2 separate regions of the Triticum aestivum genome follow, and region 1 is linked to region 2. The links are chromatin contacts, called in public Hi-C maps. All regions are on one chromosome and are shown on one strand. Each heading gives the region's core, a stretch centred on a gene start, on an enhancer-like site or on the middle of the called end of the contact. The rest is flanking DNA. Distances are from core to core; before and after follow the strand shown.

What was found. A called contact is a pair of places that touch in the nucleus more often than the background predicts.
Region 1: a contact with region 2 is called in a Hi-C map of an unstated tissue, with 7 times the contacts expected there. The contact joins the promoter of LOC123112107 here to the promoter of LOC123112105 in region 2. A contact is called at or near these places in 3 of 5 Hi-C or Micro-C datasets (leaf and an unstated tissue).

Annotation. Positions count from the first base shown.
Region 1 is chr5B:403,091,159-403,096,329 of IWGSC CS RefSeq v2.1, reverse strand. LOC123112107 reads left to right here and starts at 3,298. Exons shown (of 1, transcript XM_044533028.1): 1 at 3,298-4,939. The coding sequence starts at 3,420. The coding sequence ends at 4,664.
Region 2 is chr5B:402,796,244-402,801,591 of IWGSC CS RefSeq v2.1, reverse strand. LOC123112105 (probable CCR4-associated factor 1 homolog 7) reads left to right here and starts at 2,577. Exons shown (of 1, transcript XM_044533026.1): 1 at 2,577-3,638. The coding sequence starts at 2,759. The coding sequence ends at 3,598.

The DNA.
Region 1 (5,171 bases), core at 2,049-4,548, 290 kb before region 2:
GTCCAAATCATCAAAATCTAACCAAGCTCGGACTTTTCACGACCTCCGGCGCCGATGATCCGGCCTAGTCGAGTTTTCTGATAGCAGCCCACTGTTTTGGCTCTAGAATCCTCATACAACCCTGGATTTGGACAAATTTTATATCAAAATCAATCGTCTCGACGAGACGCACAACTTTCACGTTGAACACTTTTCGATATGAGGTCATCTTGAGTGAGTTTCGGGCTGTTTTCTAACATCTGCAGCAGAAAAAACTGCCGAGACGTCCGGACTTCTACCTGGACTGTCCGGCCTCCATCCGGATCATCCGGGACTGAAACCAGATCATCCGGCTTCATCACTAGGCTTCTGTTGTTTTCGGTGCTTCAATTTCCCTGATGATCCGGACCCCGGCCCGGATGATCCGGCCAAACACTACTGTAGCGCATGATTTTGCCTGTAACTTTTGCATACGACCTTGGATGGGGACGATTTTTATATCAAAATCGTCCGTTTCGACGAGACGAAGAACTTTACAGTTGTATCTTTTTCCATCAGAGGCCATCTTGGAGGCGTAATCAGCCAAATATTGTTCTGAATATAAAAACTCAGTACTTCGAACACAACTTGGGCCTTAGAGATGAGATCGGATGGCTATGACCCAAATATCAAAGTTTCTCCTTTTGACGATATGTAACTTTCTTACTTTGATCACTTTTTCATTTAAGGCTTTCTTAATTACATTTTTGACCATGCCAAAATCTGGTGTCAACAGTGGGCTCAGAAGAAGAGTAGTGAAACATCTATCCTGCCACATGCTCTGCTTCTTCGGTACTAGTTGTGAGAGTTGTACTCTTCGACGAATGAATGTCTTTGATCCCCCCTTCTTGTATAGTTCCCATCCTTTAAGAAGGTCACGGAGCCCAGGTGTGAACAATGAAATTGTTTTAAACAATAAAAAATTCAAAAAATCCAACATTTTTATGGCGCAAGATGCTCATGTGTGTGATGCCCATGCAAGAAGCTCGTAGCAAAAAAGACGAATTTTGGGTATCTGAGAAACTTTTGAAAACATCAGTGTTCACACTTGATTTTGTTTTTTTACCACGAGCTCCTCAAATGTCCAAACACCCCCAAATTTTACACGAGGATCACACATTTGAGCATCTTGCACCACCAAAGATTTTTTTATTCTACTGTTCATCGTGTGTAGATGAGCACGGTCACCGAATTTAATTTTCATTCTTCTTGTAAGTCTTCTCTCTTTGTTCGTTGCCAATGGTCAAAATGGATCATCAATCAGATTAGTGGTTCGAGATATAGAAGTTCTTTCGATTCAAGAAATGAGAGAATCTTATGTCATGTTTACATATTGTATGCATATCTTGTCAGGTTGATTTGCGATGAGCAATTACTCTCCATGATTATAATGGGCACTGCAGCCCTAGTCATGTGCAAAAATAATACCCACCTCATGTCCAGTTGACAAACAAGCTCCTCGCAACTCTATTTAAGTTGACACAACTCTATTTAACTTGGTAGATGGAACACAAACTTAACTTATGAGGCTCAACCCTATTCGCCCGTTGAATAATGCCATGTACGATGGTGATGTGAACACGAGACACGAATTCATTTATTATCAAAATGAATATAATAATTTAAATTTTCTCTTGTTGGAAACAACATAAAATAAATATGAGAGGATGAGAACCCTCCTTAGCACCCAAGCCCGGTCCAAGCCAGAGTAGTGCTAGGGTGGCTAGGAGTTTCCTGTGAGTAGTGAATTGGTAAGTTTGATGAGATCACCCTTCATTAGATTGTTGCCATTGTCAATATGCTCAAAATCCTCGGCGTTTTTAGCATGAGCAAGCTCAACCTCTTATTTTGAAACCATTAGCCACCACTAGATCTCTCTCAAGAGTTTATGTATATCCAGAGATCCACTTCACGAGTTTCCTTGTTATTTTGCTTTGCGTGGAGATTATATTCAAGGAGTTCCATATTCTTGTATTTCTTGATGATAAGTACTTCCGCTTTCTCATTGCACTCGTTACATTACCGAAGGGAGGCCAAGAGATCACATAATCTTTTAAAGACCTTGCCGCGCGTGGTGGCAATATCATCCTCACTTTTGCCATCCTTCGACATTGACATCCCATAATATGTTTGGAGGCATAAGAGACGAGTGAATGGAGCCTAGGGGATTAAATGAAGGATGTCCCTTCGAGTCTCTAGCCATGAGTCATCACTGGTCGGCGTTCATTCATTGAAGTAGTCAAACTCAAAGAGGGATGTGGGCTCAGACAAAGAGTAGTCAAACGTCTATCGCGCCACATGCCCTACTTCCTCACAATTAGAATTGTGGGAGGTGTACTCTTGACCAATGAAAGTCTCTGCTTCCCTATTCTTGTTTACTTCCTCTACATCCGTTTGAGCGTCAATTAATTTCGGATGGAGGGAATAGTTCCCATCTTTTAAGAAGGGCTTCTTCTTATGCGCCTTCTTCTCCTTGTTCTCACTGCCAGCAGTCAAAATGGATCATCACTCAAATTAGCGGTTTGAGATGTAGAAGTTCTTTTCGTTTTAAGAAATGAGAGAATTCGATGTCATGTTATATATTGTATGCATATCTTGTCCCTTTGATTTCCTATAAGTAGGGATGTAAGTGGCAAATAAATGGCGTCCGCAATCCCGTTTAGTTAGTTTTTGGTAGCTTGATAGTTCATTTTTCTCAAACAAATAAACAATTTTTTTGAACTATCATATCATAAGTGGACCTTAAACAGGATTAAGCGGGACCCGGTTGACATCCCTACCTATAAGACGTTACCCAACCCTACCACGTGTAAAAATAATACCCTTCTCATGTCCGGTTGACAAACAAGCTCCTCTCGACTCTAAATTAAGTTGACACATCTCTATTTAACTTGATAGATGGAACATGAACTTAACTTACGAGGCCCAACTCTATCCGCCCGTTGAATAATGCCATTGACATTCATGAACGATAGTGATATGAACACGATACACAAATTCATTCGTATCAACATGAAGATAATAATTTAAATTTTCTCTTGTTGGAAAAAAGATAAAACGAGGACGAGAGGATGAGAAACCTCCTCAGCATCCAAGCCCGGTCCAAGCCAGAGTAGTCGCAGCATACTGGCAACTGGCACGGTCGCGCGGCCCCACACCCAGCTGGGTCCAACGTGTCCGGGTCCCACCACGCCGGAGTCCCATCACCGCCCCGTAACCCCACCGCGCCAGAGTTATATTTACCTCCCGCCTCGCGGCCTAGCCGGTCCAGTCCAACCCCCAGTCTGGCAGTCTCCCCTCCCTCTCCCAAATCGAAGCGAGAAATTCCCCAAAAAGCTACCCCATTTCCGTCCCAGCCGAGGCACCGGCGCCGCAGCCGCAGCCGTGCCCGCGCCCGCGCGATGCCAAACGCGATCCCGGCCTTCTTCCGCGCCTCGCCGGCCGCGGCGTCGGGCTCCGGCGCCGGGGCGGGGCCCAGCCTCGCCACCTCCGTCTACGAGACCCGCCTCGGCCTTGCGGCGCTCTCCTGGTCGCGCGCCGCGTTCGGCCTCAGCCTCCGGGCCGTGCTCCGCGTCGGGGCGCTCGCCTCTTCATCCTCGGCCTCCGACTACGGCTGCTACGACGACGGCCCGGAGTTCGACGAGGAGGCCACCATCGCCGTGCGCGTCCGGCCCTGGCTCTTCTGGCGGCGCCGGGGGTCCAAGCGTTTCCACGTGCACGACCGCCGGATCGACCTGGCCTGGGACCTCACCCGCGCGCGGTTCGCCTCCCCCGGCTCGCCCGAGCCGTCGTCCGGGTATTTCGTCGCCGTCGTGGTCGACGGCGAGATGGCGGTCGTGGCCGGGGACATGACGGAGGAGGCGTACCGGAAGACGAAGGCCCAGCGGCCGACGGGCCCCGGTCATGTCCTCATCTCCCGGCGCGAGCACGTCTCCATGCGCGACGGAGGGCATGGCCGCGGGCACAAGACCTGCGTCAAAGTCCGCGGCAAGGAGCGGGAGATCTCGCTGGATCTCGTCTCGCGCGGGCACGGCAAGGATAGGGAAATGGACAAGGAGAAGGACAAGGCCGAGGTCGGCCTGTCGGTCTCCGTGGACGGCGAGCGCGTCCTCCACATCCGCCGCCTGCGCTGGAAGTTCCGCGGGAGCGAGAAGGTTGACCTCGGCGGCGGCGACCGGGTCCAGGTCTCCTGGGACCTCCACAACTGGCTCTTCTCCGCGCGCGAGCCGGCCCTCACAGACGCCGCCTCCGTCCTCGCCGCGGCGTCCCCGCCCGCGCACGCCGTGTTCGTCTTCCGATTTGAGCTCGGCGACACCGCCGGCGGCGAAGAGCGCGACTCCGCAGAGGCCAAGGAGAAGGAGCTGCTCGACAAGGCAAGAAGAGGCGGCGCCGGCGTCTTGTCAGGCTACCTAGGGAGATGGGGCAGAGGGGACTGGAGCGAGACCAGCAGCAATGGGGAGAACCGGAGGAAGAGGGGGCAGGCGCGGAGGCTGGCCAAGGCAAGCTCATCGTCGTCGGCATCCATTGCGTCCTCCTCGGCCTCGTGGGCGAGCAGCTCGACGGTCATGGACTGGGCCAGCCCCGAGGAGGCCGAGCTGCACCGCGGCGATGGCTTCTCGCTCCTCGTCTACGCCTGGAAGAGCTAGTAATGGCTGCCACGACGGCGTCGGCAGAAGCAGCTGGCCGGCGGCATTGTTACATTTGATGATTGGTTCTTCATTCAGCGGGAGCTTCCCTCCCGATTGTTGTAAGTTGCAGTTGTTCTCCGAGCAATGTTCGTGTGCAGTTTTGAGTGCTCGGTTGACCAAAAAATTGTTCATTACATCAATAGCTAAGGATTTTCAACAGCTAGATGAACCATATTACGACCTTTGTTCCGTCAAATTCAAAATTTAGGTGGCATATTGCTGGATTCTGTTAATCATTTCTCCGGCCCGGTTGGTCGATTAGGTATGACACTGCGGACTTTGAAAACGATCTTCTTAATCCAGTGATGATTAGACCAAGTAGTGGTTACATGTCTTCACTCAGAATAATTTGCAGCTACGCTTAGGGGCTTCCATTCCATGTCTCCCATGCCACCACTAGCTGAAAAGGGATATATATAGAGAGAGAGCATATGATCTGACTGTTATCAGAAGCCAACAAATTCA
Region 2 (5,348 bases), core at 1,328-3,827:
TGGTACGTATGGTCAGCCGGTTGATTCTCATTACAGAAATGCTTGATGTGTGTTAACTAGCATGCCACAAAGAGTGCACAAGCGCATAAGAGTGACATCCAGTTTGGATCTCCCCGTCCTTCAATGCTTCAAACAACTTGTTGCTGCAGCTCGTCTCATTGGATGTTGTTGTTACAAGGACGATCTCCCGATGGAACCTTGGCCTGGACTGTGGCGAGTGGCTTAGTGATATAAAACCACTCGCGCTGCCACTCCTTGATGGTCTCTATGAAGGTGCCTTTATACCAGCCTGCCTTTTGGTTCATGCTAATCATCATGCCCCCACACTCCGAGAGTTCGGAGCCGCTTGATCTCGGCTTGACGCCAAAGACCTTCAGCTACAGTCTGAAGTGCGGCTTGATGCGGAGGAAGGCCTCGCAGACGGTGATGAAGAAGGCGAGGTGAAGAATGGAGTTCGGGGCTAGATGTTGAAAATCTAGCCCATAGAAGAACATGATCCCACGCACGAAAGGGTGCAACGGGAACCTCAGACCTCTGATGAGGTGGGGGATGAAAACAACCCTCTCCCAGAGCGGGGAGCGACTACTCGCTGATTCGGGTCTGGCACTCGGGCGTTGACCTTAGTGTGGATATACCCCACACTGCGTAGCTCCAATATGGTGCCCTCCATGACGGATGAGCCACCCCAGTGTCCCTTGAGGTTGGCGTCTTCCATTGCCAGGGGCAGAGGTGGAGAAGCACTACGGGATAAAGTGAGTCCGGGATTGGATCTGGGCGCTGGAGCTCGAGAGGCAGCAGGCAGGAAGGAAGGGGAGCGTGCTTTTCTCGTTGCTATCCCTTTGCTCTTATATAGGCTGATGAAAGGCAAGAGTCCCTCCCGTCACGCCGTTGAAATCGCCATTACCCATAAAAAGATGACATGGAGAAACAAAATCTTAATGACATCCCTTATAAAACGGGCACGAGTGAGCAGTAACTGCCCGCCCACTCGTGGGTAGTGCCGCTTCGATAAAGTTGTTTTGCTAGGAGTACTATTCACACGTACGCGACATGCCTTCAAGGCTAAGTAACCTCTCACCTTCGGACGAAGAGCGAGTTCGGTTGAGCCCTGATCAAGGGATGCCATTCCTTCGAGGAGTGGTCCATGGTGGCTTTAAATAAAGGAGAATATTTCGGATTACCAATAAGGGAACTCGTTTGTCAAGCCAAGGACTTCGGATCCGGAGTTACTAAAATCAGAAAGGTCGTCACCGCGTAAAAGACCAGTTCGGGGGCTACTGACGGTGTCCTGGACTAGGGGGTGCCAACCTAGTCGGCCCATAGTCCTCACGTTGGGCCTGGAGGCCCTTATTCCCATTCAGGTGGACTCTGGAAGTTACACGCATGTACGTGATAAGACCACACCTACCGAAGACTTGGTGTATACTCTAAGACATCTCCTGCCGCCTCCATATGCGTCCCTAGGTACCGACCATGTAACCCTAGATGCCATACCTGGCGTATATATAAGCCAGAGGGTTTAGTTTGCAGAGGGGACCGAATCACAATTACATTCACCTAGCCCTAGGGTTAGATCTCTCCTTACGACCTCGAGGTATATCAAACTTGTACTCGATACATCATCATCAATATAATCAAAGCAGGACGTAGGGTATTACCTCTTTGAGAGGGCCCGAACCTTGGTAAACGTCTGTCTCTTTCGTCCCTATTATCACCAATCCGAGATCCACAGCTCGGGACCCCATACCCCGGGGTCTGCCGGTTTTGACACCGACAACGATAGAGCAATATCTGTATTTGGAGCAAAATATTGTGACGTGTGAACCAGCTCCTTTGACGTTGGTTTAATATCCTGGTTCAATATAATCTATCTTGCTCTTACTTTCATGATAGTTGTTGATTGACATGGGAACTAAATTAACATGGCCTAGAGCTAATTTATTTTGTGTCTGGCGGCGTTCCATTTTTGCTACCATGACATTTTTTTCTTCCATGGCAAACATGTTTCATTGCCTTGGTTGTATTTTTCTGCAGCGACGATCCGTTTTTACTTCCACGGGATCCTTTTCTTTCCCAAGAGTTTGTTTTCATTGCCATGGTGTATTTTTTTCACCACGCCTGCCTATTTTTAGTTTTTTCACGTCAACCTATTTTTACTCGGATGTCAATGCATGAAGAAAAGAAAAAGCTAAAGGAAAGCATAGAGAAACGAAGACTTGCAATCACCAACCCCAAGTCAAAGAAAGCCCTCTTCATTAGAAGAAGCAAAACAAAACGAAATTGTTCATCCACACTTGCCCTTGTTTTCCTTGCTGGTTCCTTCCAATCCAGCCCTTACCTGACGTGCCGTCCTCACCACCACACAAAAATTGGCCCCGCGAGCCCCACCGGGCAGCCACCCAGGAAGGCGCGCCCCTCCTCGCCGGCAATCATGCCACGGGGCCCACCATTTGCGGGTCCCGCCACGTGGCACCAATCCGACCCGGGCGGCGCACGTCACCCACTTTCCCCATTCGCGTCGCGTTCCCCCCTCCCCTCTTCTTCCCTCGAATCCCCAATCCCACGCTCCTCCCCCCTCCCCTCCCCTGGATCTCCTCATCCCGCCCCGCCCCGCCCCCGCCTCCCCGCCCACGGGAGCCACCGCCCCTCGCCGCTCGCCCGTGGGCCCCGCCGCCTCCCGCTCCGCCGCACCACCCAGCTCCGACGCTTCCAGGAAGGAGAGGGGAGGACAGCTCGAATCTTTGATGCCCGGTAGCCGATGGCGACGCCGACCGTAGAGAAGCCCGACGGGGTGGAGATCCGCGAGGTGTGGGCGGAGAACCTCGAGGCCGAGTTCGCCGTGATCCGGGAGATCGTCGACGACTACCCCTACGTCGCCATGGACACCGAGTTCCCCGGCGTCGTCTGCCGCCCGCTCGGCACCTTCAAGTCCAACGCCGACTTCAACTACGCCACGCTCAAGGCCAACGTCGACATGCTCAAGCTCATCCAGCTCGGCCTCACCTTCTCCGACGAGCGCGGCGGCCTCCCCGCCCTCGGCCCGGACGGCCGCCCCTGCGTCTGGCAGTTCAACTTCCGGGGCTTCGACCCGCGCACCGACGTCGCCGCCGCGGACTCCATCGACCTGCTGCGCCGCAGCGGGATCGACTTCGCCCGCCACGCCACCGAGGGGGCCGACTCGCGCCGCTTCGCCGAGCTGCTCATGTCCTCCGGCGTCGTCCTCAACGCCGAGATCCACTGGGTCACCTTCCACAGCGGCTACGACTTCGGCTACTTGCTCAAGCTGCTCACCGGCTCCAACCTGCCGGACACCAGCTCCGGATTCTTCGACCTCATCAGGATTTACTTCCCCGTGATCTACGACATCAAACACTTGATGAGATTCTGCAATAGCCTCCACGGCGGGCTGAACAAGCTCGCTGAGCTGCTCGACGTCGAGCGGGTCGGGATCTGCCATCAGGCAGGCTCCGATTCTCTGCTCACCGCGCTCTCCTTCAACAAGCTCAAGGAGTCGTACTTCGGCGGATTAACTGAGAAATATGCTGGTGTGTTGTATGGTCTAGGCACAGAGGGCGGGGAAACCACCTCTGTTCACTGAGTAATGGATAGTTAAATAAATGATGAACTATTTATGAGAGGAAGGAGAAACCTGTCTGGTGAATGTGTGATGTCTGATTATATCCTCTTGCTTGACACCGAAAAAGGTACCACTTTTCCCTCAATTGTGATACTCCTCAATGAGTTTGTTTAGCTTAGATGACTGCGTTTTTGTTGTTTGATTTTGCGTGCTGAAGTTGATGGCATGATGAAACACCCTCTAGATACTGGTTAAAGTCCACCTATGCTGATTCTTCACACGTCCTGTAGAGTTAAACACTTGCTAGCAAAAAGAACACTTCTTTTGTCATGTACTCCCTCCGTAAAGAAATATAAGAGCGTTTGGATCACTAGAGTAGTTTTCTAAATGCTCTTATATTTCTTTACAGACGGAGTATATAGTGTTGATTGCTTACTGTTGTGTGTTCTGTTTGAGGAATCACCTACCTCCTGTCATGGGCAGGCGCATGGCTAACCATCGCAGCCAAGGACTCCAATTCTATCACTAGTTGGTTTAAGCTATCTAGTACTATTATACAGGTCCATGCTTCCATACCAATAGGGTTCTTTCTGGTGTCGAACTTACCAAGGACTGTATTATGTGAAGAGGGGCATCATTTAACCATTTATTAGGAGATTAAGCAGAGATGGCCAAAGATTTTTTTTCCCAGTCATGAGCTCAGAGTTTCTGTGTCATGGACCAGGATAAGCACAGCTGTTGTTCATATATATTGTCAGGATTCTTTTTAGTTTCATAATTACTCCCTCTGTAAAGAAATATAAGAGCGTTTGATCACTACTTAGCATTTAGCAAGGAATGTCAATAAGTCAAGAAACTTTCCCTAGACATGATTCCGAGTCTCAACATCATGTATGTACCAGGACATGATTCCGAGTCTCAACTGTCCCTAGACATGATTCTGAGTCTATTATGTCAGTAGTCTGCCTGAGGATCAGAGGATGATTTCAGATGCTGCCCTCTCTGGTAGTCTGGTCACACCCATCAACCCATCTTCTTCTTTGTTCTCCTCTCTTGTTCAGTCATAGCACTTGGGTAGTTTTGAGAGCGACCTCTTTTATTATGTTTATAAATGAACTGTTGCCTCTTATTTTGACTTTATTGAAGGAAAGTGCATCTTTTTTTTTGTTTTCTGAAAGTGACCTCTGTCATTATGCTTATAAAAGTTCCATGTGTTGGCTGTTCATTTTTGAATTTTCGTGGACTGTTTAGTTGAAGAGTTTTCATCCATTTCCTGTTAAAGCTTACATGTAGTTTGTAGTTTCCTCAGCAGTTCAATACACTGATTTATACTGTTCTGTATTACGTCAGTAGTTGAACTGGTCAAGAAATACCTACCAATCAAAATAATATCGTGTTTGAACTAAACTGTGACAGAACAGAAGTAGAATACAGCCCTATTATTTACATATATCGTATGCTTGGATGCAGAGTGCATATCAGTTATCCAAGTGATACATGTGTATGCCCTTTTGCCTCAGTGCAACCTCCAAAATTAGTTAGAAAAGGTCCTTTCCTTGCCATTCCTCTGTGAATTGTGTTTGCATTGTGCTTTACAATTCTGTCGATTACTAGTTTTATCATATTACTTCTGCTTCTCGTGCTCGTGTTGTACTATTGCCTTTCCTTACTGTAGATTGTTAGCCTGATACGCGGGGCTTCTCAGTCCTTTCTCATTTTGCCTCGGTGCATAACCTCTGAGATAGGTTAGAGAAGTTCCTTTCCTGGTTAC